Linked DNA regions of Mus musculus: regions 2, 3, 4, 5, 6 and 7 are each linked to region 1. A link is a contact called in public Hi-C and promoter capture Hi-C data. All regions are on one chromosome and are shown on one strand. Each heading gives the region's core, a stretch centred on a gene start, on an enhancer-like site or on the middle of the called end of the contact. The rest is flanking DNA. Distances are from core to core; before and after follow the strand shown. Region 1 holds the start of Snrpb (small nuclear ribonucleoprotein B). Region 2 holds the start of Smox (spermine oxidase). Region 3 holds the start of Zc3h6 (zinc finger CCCH type containing 6). Region 4 holds the start of Rnf24 (ring finger protein 24). Region 5 holds the start of Vinac1 (vinculin/alpha-catenin family member 1). Region 6 holds the start of Polr1b (polymerase (RNA) I polypeptide B). Region 7 holds the start of Chchd5 (coiled-coil-helix-coiled-coil-helix domain containing 5).

What was found. Promoter capture Hi-C pulls out the DNA fragments that hold promoters and counts their contacts. A called contact is a pair of places that touch in the nucleus more often than the background predicts.
Region 2: a contact with region 1 is called in a promoter capture Hi-C map of erythroid cells, with 5 times the contacts expected there. The contact joins the promoter of Smox here to the promoter of Snrpb in region 1. A contact is called at or near these places in 2 of 39 promoter capture datasets (erythroid cells and pre-B cells).
Region 3: a promoter capture Hi-C map of hippocampal neurons shows a contact between it and region 1, with 2.6 times the contacts expected there. The contact joins the promoter of Zc3h6 here to the promoter of Snrpb in region 1. A contact is called at or near these places in 2 of 39 promoter capture datasets (hippocampal neurons and liver), 1 of 115 datasets of contacts at active chromatin or transcription factors (astrocytes) and 1 of 9 other capture datasets (adipose tissue).
Region 4: a promoter capture Hi-C map of pre-B cells shows a contact between it and region 1, with 5 times the contacts expected there. The contact joins the promoter of Rnf24 here to the promoter of Snrpb in region 1.
Region 5: a promoter capture Hi-C map of liver shows a contact between it and region 1, with 2.6 times the contacts expected there. The contact joins the promoter of Vinac1 here to the promoter of Snrpb in region 1. A contact is called at or near these places in 2 of 39 promoter capture datasets (embryonic stem cells and liver) and 1 of 9 other capture datasets (liver).
Region 6: a Hi-C map of B cells shows a contact between it and region 1, with 8 read pairs. The contact joins the promoter of Polr1b here to the promoter of Snrpb in region 1. A contact is called at or near these places in 1 of 39 promoter capture datasets (embryonic stem cells), 1 of 484 Hi-C or Micro-C datasets (B cells) and 2 of 115 datasets of contacts at active chromatin or transcription factors (astrocytes and embryonic stem cells).
Region 7: a Hi-C map of muscle stem cells shows a contact between it and region 1, with 6 times the contacts expected there. The contact joins the promoter of Chchd5 here to the promoter of Snrpb in region 1. A contact is called at or near these places in 5 of 39 promoter capture datasets (cranial neural crest, hippocampal neurons, liver and 1 more), 2 of 484 Hi-C or Micro-C datasets (B cells and muscle stem cells) and 2 of 115 datasets of contacts at active chromatin or transcription factors (astrocytes and epiblast stem cells).

What each region holds. Positions count from the first base shown.
Region 1 is chr2:130,178,041-130,180,758 of GRCm38.p6, forward strand. It overlaps Snrpb (small nuclear ribonucleoprotein B), which reads right to left and starts at 1,324. Exons shown (of 7, transcript NM_009225.2): 1 at 1,194-1,324. The coding sequence starts at 1,196.
Region 2 is chr2:131,490,546-131,493,263 of GRCm38.p6, forward strand. Smox (spermine oxidase) reads left to right here and starts at 1,317. Exons shown (of 7, transcript NM_145533.2): 1 at 1,317-1,491. Gm30679 reads right to left here and starts at 1,731. Exons shown (of 2, transcript XM_030252306.1): 1 at 1,023-1,731. The coding sequence starts at 1,629.
Region 3 is chr2:128,966,038-128,968,755 of GRCm38.p6, forward strand. It overlaps Zc3h6 (zinc finger CCCH type containing 6), which reads left to right and starts at 1,365. Exons shown (of 12, transcript NM_178404.3): 1 at 1,365-1,799. The coding sequence starts at 1,768.
Region 4 is chr2:131,351,507-131,354,224 of GRCm38.p6, forward strand. Rnf24 (ring finger protein 24) reads right to left here and starts at 1,386. Exons shown (of 6, transcript NM_178607.4): 1 at 1,230-1,386. Gm30590 (a long non-coding RNA gene) reads left to right here and starts at 1,326. Exons shown (of 2, transcript XR_374984.2): 1 at 1,326-1,672.
Region 5 is chr2:129,064,591-129,067,308 of GRCm38.p6, forward strand. Vinac1 (vinculin/alpha-catenin family member 1) reads right to left here and starts at 1,319. Exons shown (of 11, transcript NM_001370941.1): 1 at 547-1,319. Ttl (tubulin tyrosine ligase) reads left to right here and starts at 1,357. Exons shown (of 7, transcript NM_027192.2): 1 at 1,357-1,713. The coding sequence starts at 1,557.
Region 6 is chr2:129,099,584-129,102,301 of GRCm38.p6, forward strand. It overlaps Polr1b (polymerase (RNA) I polypeptide B), which reads left to right and starts at 1,413. Exons shown (of 15, transcript NM_009086.2): 1 at 1,413-1,680. The coding sequence starts at 1,504. Gm46764 (predicted gene, 46764) reads right to left here and starts at 1,360. Exons shown (of 3, transcript NR_168333.1): 1 at 1,251-1,360.
Region 7 is chr2:129,128,310-129,131,027 of GRCm38.p6, forward strand. It overlaps Chchd5 (coiled-coil-helix-coiled-coil-helix domain containing 5), which reads left to right and starts at 1,391. Exons shown (of 4, transcript NM_025395.3): 1 at 1,391-1,548; 2 at 1,869-2,009; 3 at 2,092-2,257. The coding sequence starts at 1,547.

The sequences.
Region 1 (2,718 bases), core at 74-2,573:
TTATTGGATACTCCCTGTATATCCAGGCCCTTGAAAGGGATTGTGTATTTCATTTGATCCTCAAAATTGGACCCAGTGTCATTCATTTTTACTGGTAAAATAGGCTACTCCGGCTGAAGATTATGTAAGGACTTGCCTCAGTCAACTCTTGGAAAAAAAGAAAAAAGAAAAGCAATATCCTGTTTGAGCACCTCGGGTTTCTTCAGCCACGCAACTAGAGTAATCTTTTGGAGAGATTCGAGGTATTTATTACATGTGGTCTGTAGCCAAAACTAAATAAAATTAGGATTTTGAGTACAGAAATTATAACAAACTGAGATTTCAAGCAAAGACCACTTTCCCTGGCTGACCTTTAAGAACTTAAGTTCATTAAGCCTGGGAAAAATCTTGCAGCGATCGTTCACTACCAACAGGATAAAGCAAGACTGGGCCTTCAGCAACCAGACTCCTGGAAAGTTCGTGCCATCGACTGCTTTGCTCTCTCAGTTTTCCAGATTGCTAACCCTCCCTCCCATGGGGGAGCCGGGTGCCCCGAAACAATCATTTGGGAGTCACCTCCTGGAGAAAACGTTCTCGTTCCTCCCACTGCCGTTACTTTTGCCTAACGCTGAGCTACCACTGCGATATTAGTTATATTGTAGCTATATTAGGACTGCCTGGCCAGAAACTGGCCCAAGTGAAGACAGAACTTACTTTAGGGTGCAGCCCCGGCGCCCGACACAGCCCAACATCAAAATACGAGAAGCAAGGTCGCGCGCGCTCTGCTGGCAAACCCTCTCCTCCAGCCTCCCGCTCCCTCCGCTGCTCGACTCCGGTTTCGGGCCGTGACCTCCGCTACTCCTCCGCCTCGCCCGGCGCTGCCCGGTCGGCCCGAGGCCTGCGCCAGCTCCAAAAGCCCGGGCACACACTGACGCCCAAGTTTAAAGCTACGGAGGCCGCGGGGCCGAAACCGCCGTGGCTCCGGGACACGACGTTTGACGGCCGCGCATCGGCCTCTGTACCCCGGTCGGCCTTCCCCTCTACCCGGTCGCAGCCTCACGGCAAGTCCAGGCCTTTGGCGCTGGGATGAAGCGGCTTCCACCCCGACCTCCTCCGCCACGGGCGGCTCGGCTCGGCTCCAGCCCACGGACGCCGCCAGCTACCGCCCCGTTCCGCACCCCCGAGCGCCCTACAGCCAGCCCGCGCCTTCTCACCATGGTGGCGGCTCGGATGGCTCAGATTCCCGCCGGATTCTCTGCCACAGAGGCCTAGTCGCCAGCCAGCCAGCCGCTGGATTCCCGCCGCCGCCGCTAACGGAAATGCTGCCTGCAAAATGCCGCCGCTAGTGAAGCTACTTCCGGTCCGGCCTCGGACCTGGAGTTCCGGTCTCTGGAACGCAATTAGGGGGCGGAGCATTAGCATCAGCTGACGGATTGTGTGGTGGTTTTGTTTTGTTTTGTTTTGTTTTGGGTGGATTTTTCCCCCCCTTTGTTGATTTTATTGGAGTTTTCCTCCTCGTTTTGTTTTGCTTTAGACCGGGTCTCACTGGGTCTTGAGCTTCGGATCCTCCTACCCACCGCGTTCTTAGTACCAGATGCTGGCGTACACCATACTTGGGCGGCAAACATCCTTGGAGGACAGACACCTCCCCAGCTAAAGTCTCCGCTGGAGTGCTTGGTTTACACGCCGATGTCCCAGACCCCACTCCCATCCAGTTCTCACCCAGCGCTCTTGTGAACTCACTCTAGGAAGCCACTTCTCTAGCTTCTCTCTATGTTCTTCCCTCTTTGCATTTGCTTTTGTCTCACCAGGAGCGCTAGACTCGCAGGTATATGCACACCCTCATGCCCTTACCTCCAGGATTTAAACAGAAATGACAGTCCTGGTGAGGACTTTCCTGACCATTCTTTCTAGGAAAAAAAAAAAAAAATGCAACTTTCTCAGGCTCTTCGCGCTTCCTTTTTGCTTGTTTTCAAATATTGATTGCTATCTGACATACTAAACCGTAGTCCCCTTATTATTGGAAGGGCATGCCTTCCCAGACTCGGAGTAACTCCCCAAGTCACAATATGCTAATTTTTTTTCTACATAAGCACGCTTACGATATGCATATCCTTTTCACTTAACGCAAGTGTATTTTGGCACCCTTGAATTGACTTTAAAAACCGGGATTTAAGCAAGACAAATTTTGGGTCGAAGTTTGGATTGATGTCCCCTTCCCGCCTCTCGGAGTCCGGCCTGGCTACAGGAGGTGGCTACTTCAGTCTCTATATCCCCCTCTGGTAGGAATCTCAGCTAGAGTCACCTCCATAGGTATCCTCCCCAGCCCCAGGCTCCAGCTAGCCACCAGAGAAAAACCCCAACTCCTCCCCACCACATCACACCCCCACCCCCACCCATTCCCTTCCTCACCCCTTCCTCCCCTACCCAGTTCCCTCTGTCCATCCACCTCCAATGACTATTTAGTTTCCCATCTGAATGAGATTGGAATCCCCCTTGGGACCAACAGTGGTATGGGATGGAGGCAATGGTGGGGGCGGGGGGGGGGATTTGTAAGGGCGGGATTTGGGAATAGAAGAGGGAGCAAGGGCTATGATCCAGATATAAAGTGAATAAAAGAAAATTATTGAAAAAACAAAACAACAAAAACAAAAACGGGATTTAGTCAGGCAGTGGTGGCCTTTAACACCAGCACTCAGGAGGCAGAGACAGGCTGATCACTGTGAGTTCGAGGCCAGC
Region 2 (2,718 bases), core at 67-2,566, 1.3 Mb after region 1:
TGGGGATTGGCCCCAGAGCCTTGTCTATGTTGAGAAGTGTGTTCTGCTGTTGAGCCACATCTCTACTTCTTGCTTCTTTGAGGCAGGCTTTCACTGTGTGGCTCAGCCTGGCCTTGAAGTTGGTATGTAGCCAAGGCTAGCCTTGAACTCTGTACCCCCCCCCCCCCCACATGGCCTTCTGAGGCTGGGATCACGAGCATGTGATCCACATCCAGGATCTCTCCGGGCTGAACCTACAGCGACCTGTGCTCAGCATTGCCTGGTTCCAGGTTGAAATCAGGGGAGGGCCCCCTCCAGAGACACAGTTCGGAGTAGAGGCTCTGCGGCCACCAGGGGCTTGTATTCCCTCGGACCAAGTGTTGACCTGGTGTAGTACCAGCAAAACATACGAAAAAACAGATTAGGAGGTGCAGAGATGAATAAAAAATAATTTTCTTACTTTTGTGTGTGTGTGTGGAGGGGGAGAGTTGGGGGTGGTTCAAGACAGGATTTCTCTGTTTGACTCTGGCTGTCCTACACTTACTCTGTGGTTCAGACTGGCTTTGAACTCAGAGATCCACCTGCTTCTAGAGGGATTCCGCAGTGGTCCTAAACCTGTGGGTTACTATCCCTTAGGGTTCCAACGACCTTTCATAGGGGTCGCATGTCAGATATTTATTTATGTTTCAATTCATAACAGTAGCAACATTACAGTTACGAAGTAGCAATGAAATAATTTTATGGTTGGGGGGTCACTACAACACGAGGAACTGTGTGTCAGCATTAGGAAGCTGGAGAACCACCAGATTAAAGGCATGTGCCACTATTGCCCGCTAAAAAATAATTGATACCAATTAATTTTTTTTTGAAAAAAGGAAAAAGTGCCACCTAGTATTAACGTTGGCTTTTATTAAAAGTTTGAGGGTTTTACTAGGGAAATACACTTTTTAAAAAGGGCCACTTCAGGACATGGGCTGGGTACTGAGAGGATGTGAGCATTCTTTTCCTTTCACCTGAGGTTCCTGGTTCCCGCCGGCACCCACCTGAGACCTGCAGGACGAGAGACAGTCCAGGACAAGAGGGGCCCTTTCTTCTTTTCAAAAGGGCGGCAGAGTCTGGGTAAACTGAGGTGGGCGCAGCGCTCTGACAGTGCCGGAAGACCTCGTCTGCTTTGCAGGGCGGGGCGTCGCGGGGCTGGCTCTGTTTCTGGGCGGATAGGTGGGTGAGGCGTCCCTTTTGCGAGATAGGGGAGTGCAGGTGGCTGTGCCGCGGGCAACTCCAGGCTGGGTGGCCTCGGGCTCCCCGCCCCCGGTGGGCGGGCCCGGGGCGGAGCACCCAGGCGGGGTGGGCCGGGGACGCGAGGCGGAGCGGGGCCCCCGCACAGGCCCCGGCGGCTGGCTCGGCCCTACGGTCCCGGCGGCGGCTGCAGGAGGAAGCCCAGTGGCTGCGGAGGAGGGGAGGCGGAGAGGCCGAGGCCGCTCGCGAAGACGCTCCCGGGCTCCGCAAGGAAAGGTACCGTGCGGCCTCCCCGACCCGGGCTCGGACAGCCACCGAGCCTCGTAGGCAAGGGGCTCCCGATGGAGGCCGGCGGCGGGCGGTGGGCAGAAGAGGCTGCCCGGGCTGGCCGCGACCCCGGGGTCCGGGCCGCATCCTCCGGACGCCCAGCGCGGCGGCGCAGACAAAGCCGGCGAGGCACTCGGTCGGCCCGGAGGGTGTGCGCTGTGGAGGGGAGGGAACACAGCTTGCGGCGGCGGCGGCGGCGGCGGCGGCCCGGCGTCTGCCGGTCTCCTTGGGACAGCTGGAGGAGTGGGGAGCCGCTCTCCCGCGGGTTGCCCCGGGGCTCACAGGCTGCCCGGCTTGGCCGGAGCCAGGCTGACGAAGGGAAGGGAGCAAGTCGCTTCGCCGGGAAGGGGTGCCGAGGCCGGCCGCCGGCTTGGAGGTGGCGCGGCTGTGGAGCAGGTGAGCGGTGCGCGGACCTTTTGGGTCTTGCACCTGAGCAAACCGCGCCGTGGCTGGCCCTTTCGTGAGCCGTGCCCACAGGTTGTTGGAGGAGCCAACTGATAGTGGCACAGCACCGTCCCGCCTGGGGTCCACTTGGCCGAGCTTGTGGGGGAAACAGCAGGTGCTGAGTGGAGGTCACCCAGGCTGGGGGTAAAGAGAAGGTCAAGAAAGTGTTTGAATGGCCCTCATTTATTTGTGTTCTGCTACCTCTGTCCCTTTCCTCTTACAGAGGAAGGAGCATTACAGGGCTTGAAGGGCCGCGCTTCCTCCTGGGCCCTGTGACCATCCCTTTAGATGTCCCTGGCATTTCTTACCCAGCAGGTTTTGAGAACAGTCTTTGTCCGCCCTCGTCATTTCACAGTCTCCCTGTTTGGCTTTGAACCTCATCCCCCGTCAGCCAGGCACCCAATTCCCATCACAAGGATCTCCTCGGAAGTTCTGACTTTAAGCAGTGCCCCTAAGAAGCAGGCACCCTTTCCTTCTGCAGTCCATCCAGGGCCGCTCTAGCAGGTTTTGCTTGCCTTGCAGTGTCTTTAGAAAGCTCTGTCCTAGAGTTGTATCTTTCCCTGGGTGCCCCAGTTCCTCCCTTCTACCAGCCTGCCCTAGCCTGTCCCCTTCCCCTTAGTTTTGCTGTTAAATGCTTGAGGGCCCCAGGGCTCTGTTCTCAGCATTTCCTCTCCTGACTGCCCTTCTTGCCATCCTCTGTTCACTTTCTACCCCTGTTTTTATTCTTTCTTA
Region 3 (2,718 bases), core at 115-2,614, 1.2 Mb before region 1:
CCTAGATAGCCAACAATTGGACCTTCCAAGTGTGTCAGTATGTTAATTTTGTCTGGAGGCAACATTTCAAAAGTTGTTTTTCTGAGTAAGCTAATGCCCAGAATTTATTTTGGTGTGCGTTTAAACTTCCAAACGAATTTGAAAACAGCAATACTCAAATGTGTACCAGTTCAAAGATTTTCTTTTTATTAAAAAAAAAAATCAAATTCAAATCCTAAATCATTATTTTAATGTCTAAGCAGAAAATGCAGTTGTGAAGAGCAGCTGTTACACCTCAAAAGCCTTTCACTGTTCCTAGTAAAACGATTAAATGAAGAGGCTTTACATTTTAGTTCCAAAAACTAATAATATTGCTTCTCTAGTTAAAACAGATGTGCCTTTTGAAAGTTTCCTATAATGGGCCGTGAAGATCTGTCAGGGTTCAAGTCTTGTCAATAGCTGCATTCAACTAAATAACTTTTTTTCTCTTTTCACATTTATCTAATCGCAATTGCTCTTTGAATGCACGTTATTTACACATCAAAGACAAAAGACGTCGTGTATTTAGAAATATTGGACATTTAAGCTTATCATTTTAATAAAAAAAATTAACTTTCCTTCAGAACTAAGTATACATTACTCATCATTTCAAGACTATTTCTGAAGGATATGGAAATACGTCTGAAGGCCATGGACATACGAAGAAATGAAGTCTTGTTCTTATGAAATACTCGAATGAATTCCACATCTAAACCGCTAACAGACACAAGATCATGTTTTAATTACCTCAATAGCTATTTTTAATCGTCAAGTAAGGACTGGGTGAATTTAGTATCAGAAAAAGTTGCATGGCAGGCAGTCTTCCTTACACTACGGAGACATAACAGCTACAAGTTTAAGGGCTTAAGGATGATTCCGAGTTCTTTCGGCAACAAAGAAAGCTTTTCTTTCTTTCTTTCTTTTTAACAAAGAAAACCGCCAGTCCTGGGTTCCTTTCTTTGTCGCGCAGTTAACGGTGGCGGGGTGGAGGGGGACAGTGTGATGAGTCCGGAACTCCAAAGCCTTAGACGACGAGTCTCGCAGGAACATCGAGAAATGGGCACAGAGGACCTGGTGGACACAGCAGGCCTGGCGGGGTGACCTGCCCCGCCCGATATAACTCCACGCGCCACCGAACCGCATCCCTGGCCTCACACCCATCAGATTGCTGCCTCCGCTGCCGCAGCGAGCGTATTAAAGGCCCGCCCCTGGAAGTGATTGACGGGCAGTTTCCTCCAATGGCTAGTGCGCTCGGCACCGGCGGGCTGGGAGAGGGCCGCGGCTCGCGGAGGAATTCCACTTGCCCTTTAGTCCCGGGCAAGGTGTTGCGGCCGGCGCCATTTTCTGAGCCGCCTGTTTCGGGTGCCGCCATGTTGGTGAGGAGAAATCACCGTTACGGCCACTGTCCAAATCCCCGCGTCGCTGCACGCCGCCCGCCGGCTCCCACGCCTCAGCCTCCGGCGGCGAATACAGACTAGAGCGGCAGCGCCGGCAGCGCGGGGCCGTTGCCCAGTCTTTGCAGTTAGAGCCCCATCTCTCTGGCGTTGGTTGTTAATAGACTGGAAAGTCTGTGTCTGTGTCGCTCACTAGTAACCGTGAGTTTTTACCACTTCGTCACCTGTCGGCGGCGGCCGGGGACAGGGTTGCCCGCAGGCGGCGCAGGGGTCCTCCCCGCGCCCCGCTGCCGCCGCCACCGCCGCCGCCGGCCTCCAGACCTGCCCTCCAGCCCCGCCCCGTTCTTGACCAAACATGACAGACTCTGAACATGCAGGGCACGACAGGTCGGGAACCCTTCTTGTCTGTCTTTCTGTCGGATGAGAGGAGGGGTCGGGGCGGCGGGAGCGGGCCGGGGCCGGGCGCCTCCTGCATGACTTAGACGTCTCTGTGTGGCTCCATCGGTTCCGTGACGCGCACCTTCGTCCACCGCCGCTGCCTGCCGGCCGCCGCGGGGGAGGCCGAAGCGGCCGCGCCCGCCTCCCGGAGCCGGGGTCGCCGTCGCTCTCGCCGCCCCGCCCCCGCCGGGCACGTGCGAGCCCCCCGCCCCTGGCCCGGCTCAGTCGTCGGCGCCACGCGGGCGGCGGCGCGGCTGCGGCCGCTGCCCGCCAGGCCAGTGACCGGCGTTGGCAGCCCCGTTGGAACCGGCCCCAAAAGCTCAGTAGTAGGCCTAGTGGATGTTTGCCTCCGACCCGAGTCTACCTCTGAAAATAAACATGTTTAGTTTTTTTTTTTTTTTTTTTTTTTTTTTTTTTGGAGGGGGTTGGGGAGTCTCTTTCCCTCCCATCCCCCACTCCCAGGCCATGTGTCTGCCGCAGTCCTATAACCTCCAGGAAAGTGAAATGGCAGTTTTTCATATTAAATACGTTAACACAAGTAGACTGCAGAGTTTTAGCTTTACCTGATTTCCTAGGTGCTAAATAAATATTTGACTATTTAGCTGAGATTCTCATTTTCCAGTTTTAGTTTTGTTGTGCTCTGAGAGGCACATTCTTAGCACCATTCAAAGGTTTGGTGGCATTTACAGAATATACTCTTGACATTGATAAACAAATTTTTAAAGGTGTCAGAGGAGGACTTTTATTAAAACTCCTGGTGCCAAATCTCATTCAGCTGATTCCTACTTAGAATATTGACTTGAAAGTGGACATCCTCACATTGCTTTGTGAATAGTCTCAGATACATTGTGTTCTAGTGTGGCCCATA
Region 4 (2,718 bases), core at 136-2,635, 1.2 Mb after region 1:
AAAGCCTATGGAACCCAGCAGCGCTTCCTAGCCTCTTTGGGGACGGAGAAGGGGGGAACCAGGAGCAGGGGCGAGGGGGAATGAAGACAAACAATGGAGGAAAAAAGGGGTGCTTTCTGATAAGTCATGTAAGATGATCTGTTCAGCTAGGCTGCACAACCAAACACACAAAAATTCAGATCAAAGCTAGGGTGCATACCACGGTAATATTTAGGTAATATCCTTTGCCAAAGCATTAAGGGGTGCGGGGCGGGGGCGGGGAGGGCGACGACCGGACTGACAAGAAGGTGGAAAGAACCTGCTAGACCACCTCTTATTAGAGCAGAAAGGCAAGAAACATAATCTGTCTGTATGGAAGAGTGGGGAAAGCAGTGCCCTAGATATATTGGGAGTATTCCTATAGATAGGTACACAAGCACAAAGACCTATTATCATGAACTAAGCCCAGAAAACAATGTTCAGGATGCCGGCGTACCGCCGCTACGTAAATAGATCACCATTAATCGTAAAAGAAAGTGTTCTAAATATACAGAGACATAAGAATGCAGACTCACACTTTCAATGAACAGACCCACTGGTTTTACAATGAGAAACAACGAAACACCAAAAGACCTGTTATCTGAAATAACACCAGAGACGAAGGGGTAAAGATGAAGTTATCTTTACACCTCTTTTCCTTCTGCCCTTTACGACGATCTCAGACGGTCTCATTTCACAGGACACACACCACTAAGGTCTCCGGAAACAAAGCAGGGTCACTAATTCTCTGGCCTGTGGGTGCACGCACGCCCCCCACCCACAAATGATGAGGCCGCCATATGACTTTCATTAATAAATAAGCCAACCAGAGAGGTCTCAGTGTGCCTTGCACGGTGTGACAACCAGGCACGAGACAAGCACCACAAAAGAAGGAGTGGCTCGGGACCAGAAAACCACTGCCACACCGCACCCCCCGAGACCAGCGTCGGTCCCCACCACCGACGCAGAGGCAGCGGCTCCTCCATCCTCCGCCCATCCCGCCTCCCCCGCCCGGGCCCAGCCCGAGGTGACCTCCGGGTGACAGCCCGCGCCGCCCTTTGTGCCTGTATGTGGGGACTAACCCACGGACCCCGGTCTCGGAGGGGGTGCGAGGCCGGCGCGCTGCCCTCAGCATCCCAGAGCCGGACCTGCGGAGCCTGCGCTTCAGCCTCAGCCGCGCGGCGCTCAGGCCCAGCCCTCCCCTCACTCACCCGGGCGACGGGCAGCGGGCGTGCGGGCGGCGGCGCCCGGAGTCAGCTTCTTGCGGTGAACTGCTAGAGCCGCGTCCGTGAGTCCGAGCCGCTGAGCTGGCGGTAGCGACTGCTTAGCTGCGGCCCCGGCGAGGGGCGGGCCCGGCGGGGGAGGGGCGGCGCCGCGCCTCTCATTCATGCCGCGGGGGCGGGGTGTGGGACCCGGATGCCCGGGCAAGTCCCGCCTCCTCACTGAGGGCGCGCGGCTTCATTGTCGGCAAGTGCGCAGGCGCGGCGTCCCTTCCGCTGGGCTACTGGCTGCTCTAGAGGATTGATTCGTGATGCCCAGCTATAAGGTTCATATCTTCTCCGCTGTGTAGTGTTTTCCGTGTATGTGGACGTTCGTAAGAGTTAAAAAAGTAAAGCTTCGCTTCTCGTAGCATCCGGCCCAAGAGTCCTCAAAGGTGAGGTACCCCTAGTTAGATCTTCCACCTGCTGCGCCTGTACAGACAGTGGAAGGAAATATATTTAAGAAACAGTGTGTCCTTTATTTAATTACATCTACTCATTACTCTCGACCCCCAGCTCCTATTCTACACTACAGACAAACTGACTCAGGATTTGGGAGCACTGAGCCCTTGCCTAAATTCTAGCAGGTCAGCGAAAGCATGCAGGAGTTCTCATAGCTACCACTGCTAAAACGGATTAGCAGAGGGTGTGGGTACCGCACCTCAGGCCTCCCTCCCTTAACTTCCCATTTCCCTGGGAGGTATTTCCCCCCCCCCCCCCGCCCCCAATCCTTCTATAAACCATAACTAGTTTGTGACTTTAAATTCATCATGGAAAATGCCCACCAGCCCATTCCTCCAGCTTTAGTAAACCATACATTTCCTAGGAAAGGGGAAGTAAGAAGGACTCAGAATGTTTAATCACAGACCCTCGACCCAACTTCCTCTCTCTCCAAATCAGGCCAACACCTGTGAGCTATTTCCCTTCTCTCCTCCCCACCTCTCCCCTGCCCTCCTCTTCCCTCCTCTCCCCCTCCTTCCCCCGCCCCCCTTCTACCTCTGCTCTCAGGATCCCTGCTGTGTTGTTGCCAGCTTAAAAGTCCTACCTAATTCTGTCACCTTGGCACATAGGCTAAGGCAGATCAGTACCGACATTAGGGTACAAAGCTTTCATATTCTTGGTCTCTTGTTCAAGGAATTGAAATAAAAGCTCTCACCGATGTGTAAAAGTAGCAAGAAAATTTAGTTGAAGCAAAGCAAGGGGGGGGGGGGGAGCAGCAAAGCAAAATAAAAAAAAAAAGAAAGAAAGAAATATTCAGGACACACTACAACGGAGCTGCAGGCCACGTGAGTGAAGATACTCAAGGGCTTGGATTACTATCTCAGGCTTTCTTTTACTGCATTCAAGAGAAGTGTCGCACAAACTAGAGTTGTCCGGGGAGAGGTTACCCCAGTTGAAGAATTACCTCCTTCAGGCTGGACTGAAGGCACCTCTGTGGGGC
Region 5 (2,718 bases), core at 69-2,568, 1.1 Mb before region 1:
TTTTGTTTTGGTTTGGTTTAGTTTTTCGAGACAGGGTTTCTCTGTATATAGTTCTGGCTGTCCTGGAACTCACTCTGTAGACCAGGCTGGCCTCGAACTCAGAAATCCGCCTGCCTCTGCCTCCCAAGTGCTGGGATTAAGGGCGTGCTCCACCATTGCCCAGCTAAGACTCTTTTCTTAAGAGTATACTTATTAATATCTGTAAAGAACTCTCTATCTGTAGATTCACTTTGTCCCATCTTGAGAGATACCCATGAAATGCACACAACCCAGAACTGATGTCTTCTGACCTAAGACGGGTGCTGATAGCTTCCAACAGAACAGCTAGGCACTGATGGCACCTAGTATCAGCCTCTGCTGATGGCAGCAGGCAATAAAAGCCAGAGCTGATGGCTCCTGGCTTAACATGGGCACTGATGGTACCCAACCAGGAACTGATGGCCCCAACTATCCGCCTCTACTGATGGCAGAAGACAATTTAACTGCACACTCCTTGTCCAATGGATTTGTAAGACCCAGTTAAGAGTCCTATCTGTGTCCACTTACCTTATTCAATGTCGCTGTTCGGGTGCCAAATTAGAACATTGGGAGCCTCCTGGCCCGGGCCAGGGGTAGCAGTGGAGTCACAGAGTAAGGACTCTGGTGATGGCTTTAACGTCTGAGGGTCTTGGGGCTTTCTAGCTCTCTAATTATACTGAAATGCTGATGATAACTTCTAAAAAGTCCTAAAAACTTTCTTGCTCTTTCTGAGGGCTTGCTTGCTGGCTTAGGCGATTAACACCTGTAGCCTATCAGGGGAGGATTAAGCAATACAGCCTTTGTTCTATCTCAGCAGGAATCTTTCCTAAAATGAGTCCCTCATAGCCTTGCTTAATGAGGGCTCACTGTCGCAGATTATATAATAATCCAAGGCAGGCTACTTCAGGATGATCACCTGCTAGTTATTAGCTTGTCCCATTATGGCTCCTGACATGTGTCCGATTTTACCGCACCCAGATCAAACCCAGAGCTCAGTGCTGGCTAAGCAAGCACTCTACCAACTGAGCTACACCCATGCCTGGATCTTTTGTTTCATCCACCAAATCTGATTTTGAACTTGGTGGAAGACCCAGACAGAGGGCGGAAAGGGATATTGGCGGGCTATGGCGCAGCTGGAATTATTTCCCTTGGTCTCTCCACCGCAGTTTGCTATTACTGCAGCCACACTTGAGACCCATGTCACCGGCCACACACTGAGTGGCGGGGCGGCCCTGGTGGGCCCTGCTTGGGAGCTCCTGCCGCCGCAACCCGCAGACCTGCCCTTAGCGCCGCGCGGAATCACGGTCGTGGGCGGGGCGCCGGCGGTGGGCGGGGCGCTGGGGGTGGGCGCGGCGTCCGGGTGGCGCTCGCCACTCGGGCGGTGGCGCGGGCGCCCAGGGCAGACACTAGGGTAATCCGGAGGCGCGGCCCTGGAATTAGACCGACAGCGGGGCTGAGGCTGAGGCTGGGGCAGTGTGCACGCGGGGCCGCCGTGCCCTGGACTCGTGTAGCGGCTGCGGGGCGCGCTGCCCTTCGCCATGTACACCTTCGTGGTGCGCGACGAGAATAGCAGCGTCTACGCCGAGGTCTCCCGGCTGCTGCTGGCCACCGGCTACTGGAAGAGGCTACGGCGAGACAACCCCAGGTTCAACCTGATGCTGGGGGAGAGGAACCGACTGCCCTTCGGGAGACTAGGTGAGCCCTTCCCTCGTGGCCGCTGCGCGCATGAATCGGAGAGCGAGCGCTTTTGTTTTTTAAGGTCATTAATCTTCCCTAGGCGCGAGCTCACCTTAGCAGATATAAAATGGGTCTAGCAAGACCTAAACCCGTAGCTGGATTTGGAACGGAGTCTGGGTGCGGTTGCCCTGTCTGCTGACAGTGACCTATACCCGCACTCAGGGTGTCGGCCTGGTTCCCCTGCTTCCCTGGGCCCGCATCAGTCATCTTGCAGCTTTCCGCCACTTAGGATTCAGCTCTGTGTGGTGTGGGCGTGGAAGGGGAGTTGAAACCGCCGAGGCTTGGGTTACCCGGAGGCCAAGATGAACCGGCAGGGAATTTGGAGAAAACTCACTGACTTACCCAAAGCAGGAGCTTCCAGGGAAGCTGGAGCGTGGGGAGCTGTTCCATTTCAGACCTTTCCTTTAGCTGCACCAAAAGTTTACATTTGCAGCTGCATTTAGTGATGTTTTCTTACACGATCTTGGGTGACTTTTGCTCTCCTCATCCACATGTGCGAAACTGGCTTGGTACCATTCTATTCGCGTACTCTCATGTAGGAAGGGACAGCAACTCCCTTTTAAATGACGTAATCTTGAAGTTGTCCTAATGGGTTCAACTAGCATCCCACAGACTTGAACCTGGTCTCATGGTCCCTTCACTACATAGTCATCTGGGGAGGGCTTGCCTCTCTCTGGGTGTCTGGTTCTTTTCCAGAATTTCACTTGGGGGTGGGATCATTTGTATTTCAAGGACAGAAGAGGAGGGGGGCATCTCTACCTTAGCAAACACCCCAGAAAGTAGTGTCCCGTGTCCTGAAGAGGAGAGGTTTTTTTCAGACATAGGTGTGGTCAGCGGTGGATGAGGCTAAACGGAAAGCAGTTTGTTTGGAACTAACAGGCAATTTGGCAAGCTTGCATAGGGCACTTGGGTGACATTATAGCCACAGCAAGCTATGATGGCTTATGGAATGAAGTTTGTTAA
Region 6 (2,718 bases), core at 163-2,662, 1.1 Mb before region 1:
GGTAATATGACACAGAAACGTGGTTCTTAGCTCTGATACCTAAGGGAATTGAAAACACACACATAGAAAAATGGATATTTGTAAAAGCCAAACACTAGAAACAGCACGAATTCTGACACTATCCAACCACCTTCCTACCTCTTGCTCTTGATTGCCCAGAAGCAGGCTGGGGTGGCTTCCTTTCTTCTGGGTAGCATGGCCTGGTTACTGCTTGCCGTCCTGCTGATGTGCTTCATGCATTAAGAGTTGAGTAGACATAAGCACAGCCCACAGAATCAATTAAGCAGGGCTCAGAGGGGCTCACAGAGACTGAAGAGACAGTCCTGGAGCCTGTGTGGCTCTGAGCTAGGTCCTCGGCATTCATGTTATGGATGTATAGCTTGGTGCTCTTGGGGGACTTCTGGCAGTAGGAGCAGGGGCTGTCTTGGACTCTCTTGCCTGCTCTTGGGACCCCTTTTCTTCTATTGATTTGCTTTGTCCAGACTTGATATGAGGGATTGTGCCTAGTGTTATTGTAACCTGTTATGCCATGTTCAGTTGATATACCAGGGAGGCCTGCTCTTTTCTGAAGGGAAATAGAGGAGGAGTGGATCTGGAGGAGAAGGGGGGTGGGGAGGAAGATTGGGAGGAGTGGAGAGAGGGGAAACTGCAGTTGGAATGCAATGTATGAGAAAAACTAAACAAAAAAACAAAGACTTGAGAAAGAGGGGGCTGGGGGTGACACATGCCTTTAACCCAGCACTCAGGCAAAGACAATGGACCTCTGTGAGTTCCAGGCCAGCCTGGTCTAGGACAGCCAGGACTACATAGAGACCCTGACTCAAAAAACAAAGAAACAAAAATAAATAAATAAATATTATTTTAATAAACAGACAAGTTGAGAAGAAATGACAGGTTGGTGCCCCACACCTCCATTTTAGTTGAAGCCAAGAATCCAGAGTCTCCTGAGGTCTGCATCAGGGTGCAATAGGAAAACTCCAGAATGGGACAGAAGGGAACCTTTAAAGATACGTCTTGTATCAGGTCCTAATTAACGAATTAAGCTAATATGGGTCACAGAGGTCACACACTAAAGTGGAGCAGGATTTAGTATGGTTTGCAGGTTACAAAACAGCGAAGCCTCTTTCTCTCTCTCCACCCCCACCCCCACCCCCACCCCCACCCCGGTGTTTCAAGACAGCTCTGTGTAACTACTCTGAATGACTTGGAACTCTCTTTGTAGACCAGACTGGTCTCGAACTCACAGATACCTGACCTCCTGATTGCTGGGATTAAAGGCGTGTCTTCATGTCTGCGCGTAGTTTTAACCGGTCTAATCACGCCATGGTGTAAGTTTCCAGTCGACTCTGAGAAAAGAAAGGACCAGTGTGGGGCGGGCCGAACAAGAGGAACTACATTTCCCAGAAGGCCACGGGGTAGGGTGGCTGTGGGGTTGGTCCGGCCATTCCAGCCAGCCACGAGTAGCGTCCTAGCTCCGGTCTCCCGTCCGGGACTGGCAGAAGCATGGATGTCGACGGCCGGTGGCGGAACCTGCCCAGCGGGCCCAGCCTAAAGCATTTAACCGACCCCTCGTACGGGATTCCCCCAGAGCAGCAAAAGGCAGCTTTGCAGGACCTGACGCGGGCGCACGTGGACTCCTTCAACTACGCGGCGCTGGAGGGGCTGAGCCACGCGGTGCAGGTGAGTGCCGTGCACTGCGCTCCAGAGCTCTACCCTTGGCCTGGGGGGTCCTGGAGCGTCCCTGCGGTTGGGAGAAGTGGCCGGGGGGTGGGGGGGTGAGGGGTGCCTACAGTATGACCACAAATAGGGACGTGAACTCACCCTGCATTGCTTTGGGTAGTTCAGAGAAAAAAAGCAACTCATAAGCCTAGTGGTGTAGGGAAACTTGTATTTGTGACTCCTGGATTTATATATGAGTACGAGTCTGGTTTGGGGCGAACCATTTCTGGGTACTGTGAGATGAGAGTGAGGAAGTGATCTTTTTGGAACTGTGTTTTCCACCATTCCCAGCACTCGCGCCTTTTCACACCTGGAGTCTTACGTTCTAAAACTACCTCACAAGGTTCCAAGCTGATCAGACAGACTGCAGCAAGCACATCCTTCAGTTTGCTTCCCTTAAAGTTTTCTTTTTGGGGCGGGAGAATGGAGACGGTTCGAGATAAGGTTTCTCTGTGTAGCGTTTGCTGCCCTGGAGCTCCGTGGACCAAGGCTGGCCTCGAACTCAGAGATCTGCCTGCCTCTGCCTCCCGAGCACTGGGATTAACAGTGTGTGCCACCATCGCCCGCTTGCTTGCTTGCTTGCTTTCTTTCTTTCTTTCTTTCTTTCTTTCTTTCTTTTTTTTTTTTTTTTCTTTCGAGACAGGGTTTCTCTGTATAGCCCTGGCTGTCCTGGAACTCACTGTGTAGACCAGGCTGGCCTCGAACTCAGAAATCCGCCTGCCTCTGCCTCCCGAGTGCTGGGATTAAAGGCGTTCGCTGCCCGCTTTCTTTCTCTTTAAGAATTTGCAAGAGGAAAACTTGCCACCTGTTCTGAGTTGGTCATGTTGAGGAAGATAAAAAGTCCAGGGGAATCATTGTAACAGTGGTAGCAGAGTAAGGACGGGGAAGGTCTCTTTTTGTTGGCATCTTTAGTTTTTCCTGGCACGGCACTCTGAGAGTAAGACACCTCTCAGGTGTAATTGCTCCTCACTTTGGATGTTGGTTGTGTAACGGTAGCAG
Region 7 (2,718 bases), core at 141-2,640, 1.0 Mb before region 1:
GCAATTATTGCGTCATAAGATAGTTACCTGATTTCATAAGAAATAGGGGAGGGAGTGAAGGAATGGCTGACTAAAGTGCTTGCTATGCAAGCAGGAAGACCTGAGTTGTGGATCTCCAACACCTGCATAAAAACCTGCAGAAAAGGCATGGTAGGGCAGACTTGGAATCCCAGTGTTGGGATGAGGAGACAGCTCCTGGATGTTCACTGGTGGGTTTTAAGGTTCAGTGACACCCTGTCTCCAAAAAGCTTCAGGTGTCAAGCAATAGAGGAAGCCACCTGCCGCCAGCCTCTGCCTGCACACATGTACATCACACACATGTCCCTAGTTTCCTTTTCCTGCTCCCTCTTAGCGGCTACTGACATTTACAGCGTGCCTGTCCTGGTGTTTTCTCTCAGACCAATAACATTGCCCTTGATTGTCCTAAATGAGTACCTTTTAAAGTTCTTTCATTAATGAGCTCCCCAGAAGGGAACCCCAGTAACAGAAGCACTCTTGAGACCTGCATTTCTCAGATCCGCTTCACTTCAAACCTTAGGGTTATCTAGTTCTCTCCATTCCATTCTTAATGACTCTTTTGACAGCAACCAGACAAAAGGAAACTAGAAGTGTGGAGTGTCAAGTTTCCCAAAAATGAAAGTGTCACTGTATATTATGAAGGCCAAAGCAGTCGTTCTCATTTTACAACTGCGTGCTAAGGTAATCACCTTACCGCTCATTTTCTCTAGCTTAGGCCTCTCCATATGAGGAATATTTAGCCTTACAGGGAAATGAACTTCCAGGTCTAGCCCTATAATCTGAAGGCAAATGTGGAGAGGGTGCAAACACCACCTAAGGAAATTACAAAGAAAATAATTTGTGCACGATTGCAAGGAGCAAGCAATAAAACCCACTCTCATCCTGCCTTTACCACCTATGGCAGGAAAAGGACATGTCTGAGTGAATAATCGGATGGGAAGCCCAATGTGGCGTTTAAGATCATTCCTTTCCGTCAAGTTGGAACTAAAGTCAGGAGGAGAATACGCAGTGGCGGAAAGCCACTGGTAGCTCAGCCTGAGAGGGCAATCCCCGTGTTCCTAAACTAGCAGCGGCGGGCACAGCTGCCGCCTCAGCCGCAGCGTGTGCCGAGCCATAGTCACGCGGGCCGGTGGCCTCAACTCCAGCCGGGAAAGTGGCAGCGCGAGCGGCTGTAGATCTGACCTACAGGGAACCAGCTCTGGTGCTCTGTGCCTGGCTGCTCGATCACGGCCGAAGTCCTGCTTCCGGTGATCACTAAACGCGACCACCACAAGCCGGAAGTAAATAAACTAAAATAGCTGACGGACCGGAAGTAGTTACAGGGGCCTCCTCCCGGATAGGCAGTGAGGCGGAAAGCAAAGCAGGACACAGCCATGAAGGTTGGACCAATGTGGGATGAGTGGCAGGGACGCTCGACGACCGGAAGAGTGAGGCCAGGAGGTCTGGGTTGGGCGCCGCCATAACAACCTGATACCGGAAAAGGCGGGTCTCTTCTCCCTGACTGATCGGCGCTTGAATTCGCCTGGAGATGTGAGTTACAACTCCCTATAACTCTAGATCATGCTTGTCAGACTGCACGGTCCCCAACGGGAAATGACTGAATTCAAGACTCCAGGCCTGCTTCACAATAGCCAGACTTTTTGTCTTAGGACTTCCACGATCTCCCGGGAAATCCCACCTTGTTCCACAACGCGCAGGGATCGGCGCTTATTTCTGCCCCTCGTTGGTTGTCCCTATCACAGGATCTTTACACCCCCCACCCCCAATCCAGACTAGTCCAATCACAGATCAAAATCAGAACTCTTTCTTGCCTTCTCTTGAGATTATCTTCAGTTTACCCTGTCCCACAGGCAGGCAGCCCTGGAAGTCACTGCTCGATACTGCAGCCGAGAGCTGGATCAGTATGGCCAATGTGTGGCAGCCAAGCCAGAGTCGTGGCATCGAGATTGTCACCACCTTAAGATGAGCATTGCTCGCTGCACGTCCTCCCAGTGAGTGTACAACTGGGGGCTAGAGGGTGCCAGGCAGTAGGGTTTGAATGCTTCAGGGTCTAAAATGCCCTACCCCCCACAGCCCGATCATCCGCCAGATCCGCCAGGCCTGTGCTGAGCCCTTTGAAGCCTTTGAGAAGTGTCTTCGCTTGAATGAGGCAGCAGTGGGCAACTGTGCTGAACACATGCGCCGCTTCCTGCAGTGTGCAGAGCAGGTGCAGCCACCAAGTTCACCCACAACTGGAGAGGTAAAGGAGGCTAACTTGATCGTAGCTTTTTCCTTTCACAACTCCCTTCATTTTCTAGTTTAAATACCTTCCAGAACCAGTCCCAGCCCCATTCCCATACATGGCCTTGGCTATGCATCCAAGAATCTAAAAACCATGGTTCTCTGTCCCCGAGTGGACATGCCTCTGCTTGTCACCACCTTTCACACTCCCCTCTGCCAGGGCACCTGCCCCAGCCTTTCCCCGGCTTGCCAGACCCTCTGTGTTCCATATAATGACCTGGATTCTAGTAATGATAATCCCTTGCTTAAAACTCTCTGGTGGCCACCAATTCACACTGGAACAAAGTCCCTGATTCTTACTGGATCCTGTGTTCTTCCTTTCCTCAGCCACTGTGTCCCCTTCACTACTTTCCAGCTGTGCTGGTAGGGGTGAGGGGGTGAGGTGGAGGGGTGCACAGAAAAGGATCTTGCTAATGTATA